Linked DNA regions of Zea mays: region 1 is linked to region 2. A link is a contact called in public Hi-C data. All regions are on one chromosome and are shown on one strand. Each heading gives the region's core, a stretch centred on a gene start, on an enhancer-like site or on the middle of the called end of the contact. The rest is flanking DNA. Distances are from core to core; before and after follow the strand shown.

Region 1 (6,139 bases), core at 2,439-4,938, 130 kb after region 2:
TGCTTTTGATGATGAGTAGATAAAGTGCTGTGCCTGCACACGTCACAGGACTGCCGGTGTGGCTCCTTACACCCCGCCAGTGCCCCACGACGACGGAGGTCAGTGCGTCCCCCGCGCCCGCAGGAAAAGGTTTTGGGGTGGAAAAAACTATTATGCACAGTTTTTCCTCTTAGGGAGCCACAAAAACTGTGGGGACTGCTCGAGAAAATCGCTGGGAACAAAAACTGTTATGCATAAAAACTGTTTATCCCCTGGGCACAAAAACTGTTTTGTATTCAAATTTGCAATAACAGGAAGGGAACTTGAGCAAACCTTGGGCAAGAAAATCGCTCTGTACATCTCCGTCATAGTTTTTGCAAGCCCAAACATACCCACCATCACTTTTCACAGCATAGGCCACCATGTCATCAATCAACCTGTGCTCATACCTGCATGTGACATGTAAAGATTGTTTCTCCTTTGAGAAAAACTATCATAATCAAAATCTGGATAAATTAGCACAAACCATATTGAGTTTTCTTCAAACTTCTCCTTCCATTGCTCTTCATATACCTCCTGGAAGATGTCTTTGAACCTATATAATTCATTTCAAATTAGAAAATGTCAATATTGGATTGGTCTAGTATATTATGATTAGCTCACTGCAGTGTAACATTGAGAGCAGTCAAATGCAAATCAGGGAAAGACATTTTGCTCTACATCTGAACCATAATGCCTGTAGATTGCAAAAAGGCTATAGAAAGAGCAACTTCAATGATACATTTGTAATGACAAATGTTCAGTAGTAACTTGACACTAGGAAAATATCAAGGCGATAACCCATCTGGCTACAACAATGCTTCACATTAGCACAACTGTGTGCTTGCTGGTCAGCTACGTCAGACAATGTTTGCTCACTCAGTCCAGATTTCAGAAAATAAGATCAAACTTTGTATACCTTTCCACAAGCAATAGAGGGGAGGGTCCTTGGTAATCCTTGAGACGGTAACAAAGCATGATTTAAAGTTTCAGTAGCAATATGTGCACATCGCCGTTTTTGAAAAGTGACATCGAACAGGGATCAATGGAAAGACACTCTAGCCCCCACCTGAACCCTCCCTACTGCGACTTGATAGTATTTAAGATTGCAAAGAGTCATTGAACAAAAAAAGGGGGGCATCATAATGATAAAATGCTGGTAACTGTAAACTGAAGAAAAATCACAAAGGTATAAGTTTTCGTACAAATAATGCTTCATGGTATCATAACAGTGAATCCATACAGTTACTTATCAGCTATGTCAGACAGAATGCTTCAGATTTCAGAGAGAAAGATGAAACTATGTAAGTATGTATGTATGTATACAGAGCCATCATAGAGAAGGGTCCTTTGTAGTCTTTGAGCCAACAACAGAATGCTTAAAGATCAAAGGATAATGATCCCTACCTGCCGTCATACTTCTTGAGGATTGTATTCTTGGTGCTGAGATAAAGAGGCCACTTTTTTGAAAGAGCCATAGCCATGGAGGACTCAGCGAAAGCCCTAATAGACTAAATAGAGATAGGAAGTTAGAATACCAGTCAAGAGAAGATAGCAATTAGCAACAAGTCCTATTGATGTTCTACAATACCTCGTCGACATTGTACATTGATAATGCCACACCAGGTCCCTTAAAATCATAAACATCCAGCTCCATAGGGTCAGCTCCATCAGGCACTGATTTTTCAGTAGCAACAAAGAGCATATTAGAAAATTACCACAGCATATGCTGCAGATCATTACAGGACAAAAATAGTTGTCAACTGGATCTCACCAAATACCATCTTGAGCTTTCCTGGACCATTAATAATCATATCAGTAGCTCGATACTGGTCACCAAAGGCGTGCCTTCCTATGCAAATAGGTTTCTTCCAACCTAAAGAATGAAATCTCATAATTTGGCAACTTTATTATTTGTTGCATTGAACGCACCATACTGTACTATTTACTTACCAGAAAGGATTCTTGGGATGTTTTTACACAAGATGGGCTCACGAAAAACAGTCCCTGCCAAGGGATGGATGCTAAAATTTAGCTATCAAAGATCAAGGACATTTCATATAATTTTCCAGTACGTTAAACCTTAGATTTCTAGAAATAAGAAAGAGCAGAGAGTGAACCATTTAGAATATTCCTTATTGTGCCATTTGGACTCCGCCACATAGACTTGAGTTTAAACTCTTTTACTCGAGTCTCGTCTGCATAAAAAATGCACATTAATGCCCAAATGTATAATTGAACATGGGAAACCATAGTTGAAGGGACTTACCAGGCGTAATTGTTGCACACTTAACAGCAACATTATACCTGTTGAGACACAAAACAGGATCTTATCAATGCAAAAATGTGTACAAAATGGTTTTACACAAGCGAATGAAGTTCACGGAAGGTGCAGCATGATTCTAAGACGATCTATAATAAATATTTTGTGTCATGATACTCGAAAGCGAATGAAGTTCACGGAAGGTGCAGCATGATTCTAAGACGATCTATAATAAATATTTAGCTCCAGGACACTAAGAATGTAAATCATGATCACCAGAACAATAGTAGAAGAGTGGACGATTTAATATTTAATAACCAACCAAATATTTCTAGTGACTGGGTACTGGATCGCACCATTACACCAGTATGTATTACTAGAAATGAGTACAGCAACCCTGTTACAGAATGAATTGGAAACCAAAAACATTTTGGTCTCCTAGTATTGCCAAAAGGCAAGGACTTATCTACCAACTGCCACAAAGAAAATGCACACCACTGTAGATATTTGATAGACTCTTCATGGAAAGCTATCAGGAAAAAGGAATCCAGGAACTTTAAACCCAACACCTTAATGTTAGTGCTTAACCTTCTAATAAGTGGAGGGTAATTGTCATGCATGCATAGTATTTACATGCTATGAACAATCATCCATGATTAGGCAATATGAATGAAGAAATAACGATTGTCAAGCCAACTAGATTATTATGCCCCATGAAAAGCCCTCCAACCTTGTTCCTAGATGCTTTGGCGACAAAGTTGGCGATAAGAACAATAATTGGCTTAACATTAGCCCAATCGGGACCCGAGTGTACAAAACAGAATTATGACTTACTTCAATGTAGCCTCGGCACTCTCGACGGTGACCTCATCATTGGTGGCATCGCGATTGAGAATTCCAAGATCGTAGTACTTCACATCCAACTCCAGGTATGGGAAGATGAGCTACACACAGTTCAACCCCATTTCATCCCGCTCGCATCAGCAAACCATCAAGTGATCAAATTATAGGTTACGTACTATGGATCTAAAACAGCAGAAAACAATATATAAATTCCACAGACCTTATCCTTTATCATCTTCCAGATGACCCGCGTCATCTCATCCCCTGAAAACAAAACAACCAAAGCAGTCCAGTCATCAGCTCATCCACACGCCTACGCCCACGCGAAACGAAAGAGAAGAGAGGCGGGAGGCTCATCCACACACCTACACCCACGCGAAACGAAAGGGGAGATGCGGGAGGCCGACGTACCGTCCATCTCGACGATGGGGTTCTGCACCTTGATGCGGCTCTGCTCGGCCACAGCGGCGGCGGCGGCGGCATAGCAGCGGAGCGAGGCGCCGCGGAGCACGCGGCTGCTCCCGGGGACATGGAGGCGCGCAGGAAGCAGGGAAGGAAGGCGGCCGCCGCTGGCGGGGTTTAAGGGGATCAGTGCTTTGGCCACCGCAGCGGAACCGGAGACGGAAGCACGAGCCATGGTGGTGGGGGCGGAGAGGAGGCAACGGGGCAGGAGCAGGTTGCGCATCCCACGTGCGGAGCGCGTGAAGGAGCACGCGGCGCGTATGAGGCGCGCCGGTGAGGGGGAGGGGACGAGGAGGCCGAGGCGGGGGCCGGCGCGGGCGAGAGGAGCGTGTCTGCGTGTGGCGTGGCGACTGGCAGGTGGCAGCGCTGGTTCAGCCGGAAGGGAGAAAACGTGCCCGACCCTACAGTTCTGGCACGTCGAGCGTCGCGTTACTGGTGCGGTAGCGACTGCAGTTCGGCTCGAGGTCACCAATCCGGGTTCCGGAGTATCACTGAGTAGTGAGTATTTTTTAGAAAAGCGAATATTATTAATATTCCAGTTTCTGTAGCGGTTGATACATTCGACTGTCAAACTCACAAACATGGGTTCTACATTGGAACGAAATCTCACATTCTACAAGGATTTCATAAATTTAAGCTTTCAAACTATGCTCTCAATCTATGAGTAGTGAGTATATATTGCCAACTTTTTTGCAATTTGGCCCTTTTTATGTTTTTTTGCACAATTATGCCCCTGGCAGTTTCATTTCAAAAAATGGACCCTTAGCTCGGCGTCGTCATCATTGGCGCCGAGCTTCTGTGTGCCGGCGCCAATAATATTGGCGCCTGTCTGCCTGACGTGGAGGCTTGGCTGGCAGTGACGTGTCAGGGGGTCGGCGCCATAGATCTTGGCGCCGACCCCCGTGTCGGCGGCGGTACACGTGTCAGGGGGTTCGGCGCCATAGATCTTGGCGCCGACCCCCTGTATTCAACGTGGGAGACAAAATTATGTCCCAAAATTTTGAACTCACGCCGCCCCCACTGGACCCCGCGTCGCCCTCCGTCGCCGGATCCCCGCGCCGCCCTCCGTCCTCCCCCGGCCCGCGCTACTCCACGGTCGGCGCTCCACCACCGGCCGGCGCCGCCCCGCCCGACCCGGCAGCCCCGCCCCGCCCCACAAGCGCCGCCGCCGCCCCGACCCTCGGTCGCGCCCGCATAGGTAAATTTTATATGGTTTTTGTTATTGTGTAAGCATTTTGTGTTAATTATGTTAGATTGTATTGCTATGATTTGTTGTTTTTTGAATGTAATGAATGTTAGTTATTGTGATAAATGCTGATTTGATTGAATATTATGAATGTGAGTCAAATGTGCATGTTTTTTATCCTCCCCGTGCAGGGGAGGTGCTGTCAAAATTTGCAATTATTATATATGAGTAATTTATAAGGTGGTTAGTATATTAGTGGGTGGTGGTTATATTTATACTTATTTAGGTAGTAATTAGTGGTTTGTGGTTAGGTAATAACCATCCACAGTTTATATTAAATGTTTAATTGGTGTTTCAAATAGATGGACAATTTTTTGAGCTTGTATCATGGAGGCAATGTGGAACAAGATCCTTATGGAAATGCCAAGTTCATTGATATGCGACACGTGCCGGTACTATTCGATGGTAGACCCTCCTTGAGAGATGTGTTTACAAAGGCTAAACAAAAGTTAGGTTACCATGAAGCTGATGACATTGCGGTTGACGGAGTGCTTAATATTGGTCATCCACTAAATGTCATAAGACGAGTCATCCCAGTTGATTGTCAACTGGATTGGGATAATTATATTACTTCGGCTATGAAGACCCATTTGCAACTCATGGAGGTTGTGGTGCGTCCGGTTGTAGTAGACCGTCCCCCTGAAGACTTTGATCGTGCTATCGATGACGTGTCAACTGTTCCTGATGCTCAATCTGGCCCCAATTTGATCCCATTAAGTCAGCCAGGAGATGGTCTGCAGACAGATTTAGCTGCGTGTATCCCTTTGGCACAAACCAATTGCAGTAAGTCTTATTGGCATTACATCTTCATTTTGGACCATGAACACTTTGCTCATTCCATTTGACGTGGGACTGATCATCTTGTACATGTTGCAGGAGAGACTCCTACTCTTGTGGTTGATCCTCAGACCGAGGCACGTGGCTGCTTCGGTGATGGTTTTATTGCCTCCAACAGTCCTGAGTTTAGGAATGAAGAGGAGCCATATGCCTTTGCTATGGCTGCCGATTCAGATGATGATCGCTCGGTTGGTGAACTCACAGAGAGTGACATTGAGATGTTGCAACGTGTTTTTCCAGACGGTCGGGATCCTAGAGTGCATGAGTTCAGCGATCTTAGTCTTTCTCATCAGGCAAATGCAGAAGGAAGGGATGATGAGCTGCTAGACGCTCCTGAGGTCGGTCCTAGCATGATGATTGAAAAGGGTAGGGTCTTCAAGGACCTAACTGCCTTGAAGAGGTGGTTGCAGCATTACGCAGTCTTACGTAAGAGGCCGTATAAAGTACTTCATTCGTACGAGAAACGTCGT
Region 2 (5,727 bases), core at 1,634-4,133:
TGTCAGTAACTTGATAGTGGTAAACAGGGGTTCACAAAGTCGGATTATATGCTTTGCTGTGCAAATAATTGTATAAGGAGGCTCACCATCACAGCCGCCAATATGCTTCCCATTGATGAAGACATTTGGGACAGTCCTCTGTCCAGTCCACTCCTTCAGGGCATTCTGGAGCTCAGCTCCATCACCTAAATAGAACAGCTTGGTTCAGTAAGGCCTTGTTCGGTTATTCCCTATACACATGGATTGGATGGGATTGGAAAAAATTCTTAAGAAGTTTGACTTATTTGGGATTCAAACCCATCCAATCCCACTCAATCCACATGGATTGAGAGCTAACCGAACAAGCCCTAATGGTGTGTTTGGTTTGGGGAATCATCCCAGTTTAGATGAGGTGATGCATCATGAGATGCCACTCGTACTAGTTATGTCATTAGCTTGTGAGGAATGTACTAGTTATGTTATTAGCTGGTGACGATGGATAACTCATTCTTTCCACAAATCAAACAAATAAACTAAAGAGTGAGATGACGATGGACCAATTTATTCCACACACCAAACACACCCAAGAGTTTGCCTCAAATCCCATGATGATAATCACTATGCAGAGTCCTAAATTAAGAAGAGAGACCCGCTAAATGTTTTCCGTGAGTGTACTACACTCCTGGCGTAATATTTTTTTCTTGGAACCACAATACTTCAGCAGTAAGTGAAACAATAGGACACATATAAGATATTGCAGGTTAACGACATACCACTTAACATTTGTCAGGTAATTTGTTCTTGGTTATTTTTATTCTATAAATATAGCAGCCAGCAGGAGGGGAAATTTATATAGAGAGCAAAGCTGTACAAATTTTTTGCAAAGAACTGTACAAAAAAGAAGCAAAAAGGACACCAATGATTAGTTCTTTGTCACTCATTATTGCCATAATCAGTGTTCATCCAGCACCTAACCAAGTGATTTAATCTCATGTCATAAGGACAAACCAAATCATGAACTTGCATAGAAATTCAATTGTGCCACAATCCATAATGGTACTGCTGTACTTATAAGCTTTTATAACTATTTATTTCTATTTCAGCAAAACAGTACAATGAAAACATGCCAATTTTTTTCAGCTAATGGTAATACCTACGGTGCATACAGCCAAACTATGAATTACATAAGTCACTGAAAAGAAAAAACGAACAAATTTAACTATTTAAGTGCACTCACTTTCCTTATCCAACTCAATGGCCTTGTAGCTTGCTCCGAGCTTCTCGAACAACTGCTTCACACGGACGCAGAAAGGGCAGGAAGTTTTGCTGCACGTAACCCAATATATGAATCAGCCACAGAGCATGGGGAAATAGATCAAAAGAAAAGAAATGGTAGAATAAATGATTGAACAATGAGATTTGAATACCAAACATAGTACTATGACATCAACTTTATAAGTCGTAAAAAAATCAATTGTTTCATTGCAGGAAGTTGAACACTAGAACAGTACAGACCACAGATAGTGAGCATTTAGCAGTGCCAACAAGCTTGGAAGTGGTAATCACCTCAGGAACTTTTGTGGTAGAATTTAAATTGAAAAAAAATCCTAAGGATTAGGATTTGAGTCACATCACCCCTTTCCAAATTTGCCTACTATGATTTTTTCGAATTGAAACCATCCCCATGTCCATTAACATGTAACGGAAATACAACGGGTAGCGTGCTTAACACAAACTAGAACGGGGACTGAGCAGAAAAGTCAAAAAGTCAAGAATTAGCAGTGCCCATAGTGATAGATCTACCTCAGAACGAGGACTGAGGAGAAAAGTCAAAAAGGCAAGACTAAGCAGTCCCCATAGTGATAGATCTACCTTAGAAAGGGGACTAAGCAGTAACCATAGTGAAGACCTGCCTCAGATTTAATCATTGATAGGAACGAGATACAGAGTGACAAGGTAACCATGCTAGCAATACATCCAGCAAGCGTTCCACACTTCCACCAGTAAGCTACTCTCAATACAAACAAACTGTAAAAAGAAACAGCGTATCTAGACATCTCCATCAACAGAAAATCTATACGACTTTATCAAGCAAATCTGCAGCCCATTGAAATGTGGACACCACATCTTTAGGGCTTTGGATAAACCCATTCCTGAAGACTTGAAGAGGGAATGAACTAATTTCCCTCTAAAACCCCGCCCAAATCCACTGCAATCTAGAAAAGAAGAAATTCAAACAAGCCCTTAGTGCCAGTTAATCTAGAAAAAGATCCTCTTCATTTTTTTCTAAACCCTTAGCGGAAGAAATTCAGACTTACAAACGTGACTTACTCTATCTATCCAAATAAGACGGGTACAATCCTGATTATGCATTTCCAACATTGGTTGGAGCAGATCTGCCAGGAATCGCGGGTTAGAACATACGTGAGGAAACTGAGGTCTCTAAAAATCAGTATAGATTCCTTCGTGTAACTTGCTCGCATCACTCTAAGAGATAAACAAAGGATATTCTCGCGGAAGGGGGACAAAAGAAGAATACGCTTTAACTCATATAGAGGGGAAAGGACGACTGAAAAATCCCCCCAGCTTCACCTCTCCCCTTTTCATTTGTTAGGATTATTCTCGAAGCCTACCTAGTCAGTAGTTCATGGTGCGCGTGAGAGAGGTAGGAAGGGAGAGAAAGACCTGAAGACGACGAGGGGAGCGGAGGCAACGATCTCCTTGGCCTTGGCGAGCGCCATTGCTCTCGATTCCGGGCTGGAGGTTGGGCTGGAGGTTGAGGAGGTGATTCCCATCTCTGGCGCTTTCCGTTCCTGCCGTATTTATAATATAAGGTGGGGGCGGAGAAGGGCGGCGGCGACGCGGTGGTGACCGGTGGGTCTGGAGTCTGGACGTCTGGTAGTAGAGTTTTTTCTATTATAATATTGATTTTGTGGGACTTGTCTCCTTTAGTACTCTCAATTTGATCTTCTATATAATAATATTTATAAGTTGATTCATCCTTTAAAATAGTACTCCAACCTTTTTTAATCATTTCCTTTTTTATTTCTCACCATTGACCATATTGCATCTCTCTATTTTCTTCTCTCCTTGCTCCCCATCGTCGGCTCGAGTCCTCTCTCTTCTCGCATTCAGCATCGCACCGACGGCACACAAAAAAACATTGCAGCAGCACGCCGGTGCTGCTGGATGGTGACCGTGCGGCCAACTGCCACCCTTTGCTACGGTCTGAACCACCAGACAGAAGATAGCAGTGTTGCTCATCGTCTGCACTCCTGCGTCTCTGCCTGGATTATTTGTGTTTCTATTATTTGTATAGCTGCGAGGGTAATGATAGGGTCAACTTATGTTCTGAGAAATAAAAAAAGAAAATAAAAATGATTGAAAATGGTTAGAATACTATTTTGAAGGATGAATCAACTTGTAGATACTATTACAGAGAAGACTAAAATGAAAGTACTAAAAGAGAGAAGCCTATTGAAATCAGTACTATAATAGCAAATAACTCCTGGTAGTAAGGACTAGGGACTCATCACTTGTGAGTCGTCACTCAACTATACAACATACGCTTGGCACTCGTTCCGTTCGTAGTAGTATTTAAATGTTCTGGAACTAATATGTAGTGATTAAATTTATCTAGATACATCTAAACACTCTATCTAATAATTTAGCTATTAACTACTTTTTAGTAAATTAGCTACTAGTTAGTTAGCTATTTGTTAGCTAGCTAATTCTACTAGTATTTTTTAGCCAATTAAATATTAGCTCTAGTACATTCAAATACCCCCTTAAATATATAATGTCGTGACTTTTTTTTGAAAATTTTAAGCATACGTCTTATTCAAAATATTTATTAAAAATATAAAATTTTAAGTCATGTTCAAACAAACCTTAAGTGATAAAATAAATCATAACAAAATAAATGATAATTTATTTTTTAAATAAGACGAGTAGCCAATTTTTTTTAAAAAAGTCAACGACGTTATATATTTAAGAATGGAGATAGCACAAGCTACTGAGGTGTGGCGCCGTCCCAAATTAAAGTTTGTTTTAGATTTTTATCGAATTCATACATTAATTGATGTATCAATTTTATATATGTGACTAGATTTATCACCATATGTTTGAATGTAGATATAAAAACCAAAAGCTAAAAAGAATATTAATTTAAGACAGAGCGAGTATTATATTTAGATCTCTTTGGAACGAAGGAAAAGTGGAGGAATTTTAAAGGATTGAAATTCTATAGAAAATTTTTCTACATGGCCCTTTGGAACAAAAGATTGAGTTCTTACAAATCCTATAAAATTCCTATGAAATAGACTATTGTATTGAATTTTGAAAGATTTTTAACATGAGGTCCAACCTCTTCAAAATGTTCCAATAAAATTATATGTGTCATACAACTCAACTACTACATTTTTCTTATATCTACGTTTTATCAATCCTCTATTGCAAAAAGGCCTTACTTTTGCTTTTTGGAGTTTTTTTGTTTATTATAGTTGCTTCTTAAAGCTTTAATTACTGTTTATTGTAGGTGTACATTTAAGATGCGCCATATACCCGAACCCCTAACCCACACACGCCCGTGAAACCGCGAGGGTTGGCTCTGATACCACCTGTAACACCCCGTCCAATCTCTAGACCAGCGGTACTTACTGAAAGGGAAATGTGCCCTTGGGCCATTTTTATAAATGTTTTGGTGATTAGATGCCCAACACATAGTGTTTTAGTTGATATGTGCTAAAGTGTTAAAGAGATGCAAATCAAGAATCAAGTTATGTCTCTAGCCTTAGTGAATTGTTTTTGGTACTAACATATTCCTATAAGTGCTAGGAACCTTATCAAATCAAATGAGATCAGATTTCATAAGGTTGGCGGTGCTCAGCCAGACTTGCATCAGCCTGAGAGTGCATCAGATAGTGTTCGGTGTCTAGACTGGTGCGCTCGACGAACTCGCCGCTCTCGAGAAAAGTTGGAGACGCTGCGGCTACAATTCACCAGACTGTCTGGTGTGCACCGGATTGTCCGGTGAACCAACAGCGCCCACGCCAACGGTCGACAACGCAATCAGCAGGTGACGCGTAGCCCAAGCCAACGGTCACCAGGCCGCACCGGACTGTCCGGTGTACCATCGGACTGTCTGGTGTGCCAAGGGGGTTGTGGCTGCAACGGTCGGCTTCGCCAAAAAAAGGAAAGAAATCACGACTGTTCACTGTCCGGTGGGGCACCGGACTGTCCGGTGGGGCACCGGACTGTCCGGTGAGCCCACGGACAGAAGGCAACTATTGCCTACCAAATGGAGCTCCAACAGCTCCTATCCTAGCTGCCTTGGGGCTATAAAAGGGACCCTAGGCGCATGGAGCAGTACACCAAGCATCTCTTGAACATGCTAAGACATCGAGACCTCACATTCGCGCATTTGATTCACTATGTTAGAGATTTGAGAACTTTTCTGAGATATAACTCCACTGTGCTGCATTCTTGTGCTCGCTCTCGTCTTGTGTGCGTGTTAGTGTTGCGACTCTCGCTTTTGTGTGTGTTGCTATTTCCTCCTTACTCCCGTGCTCATTCGAGATCTTTTGGTTAAGTGAAAGGGAAATAGGCTAAAACCTTTTCTTAATTGATTTTGGTGGTTGAATTGCCCAACACAAATTATTGGACTAACTAGTTTGTTCTAGAATATATGTTCCACAGGTGCCAAAGGTTCACAACAAACCAATACAAATATAAAAGAAAGGGTTCAAA

What was found. Hi-C and Micro-C count contacts between places; a contact is called where the count stands out from the background.
Region 1: a contact with region 2 is called in a Hi-C map of tassel, with 3 times the contacts expected there. The contact joins the promoter of LOC100191657 here to the promoter of LOC100283339 in region 2. A contact is called at or near these places in 2 of 25 Hi-C or Micro-C datasets (leaf and tassel).

Annotation. Positions count from the first base shown.
Region 1 is chr2:31,592,419-31,598,557 of Zm-B73-REFERENCE-NAM-5.0, forward strand. LOC100191657 reads right to left here and starts at 3,689. Exons shown (of 15, transcript NM_001137086.1): 1 at 3,536-3,689; 2 at 3,345-3,388; 3 at 3,116-3,225; 4 at 2,288-2,325; 5 at 2,139-2,216; 6 at 1,972-2,025; 7 at 1,793-1,894; 8 at 1,610-1,695; 9 at 1,426-1,529; 10 at 506-574; 11 at 313-428. The coding sequence starts at 3,542.
Region 2 is chr2:31,460,300-31,466,026 of Zm-B73-REFERENCE-NAM-5.0, forward strand. LOC100283339 (glutaredoxin homolog 1) reads right to left here and starts at 2,884. Exons shown (of 4, transcript NM_001156240.2): 1 at 2,665-2,884; 2 at 1,217-1,305; 3 at 87-185. The coding sequence starts at 2,774. It overlaps LOC109943984 (a long non-coding RNA gene), which reads right to left and starts at 2,658. Exons shown (of 2, transcript XR_002267130.1): 1 at 2,311-2,658; 2 at 1,419-2,195.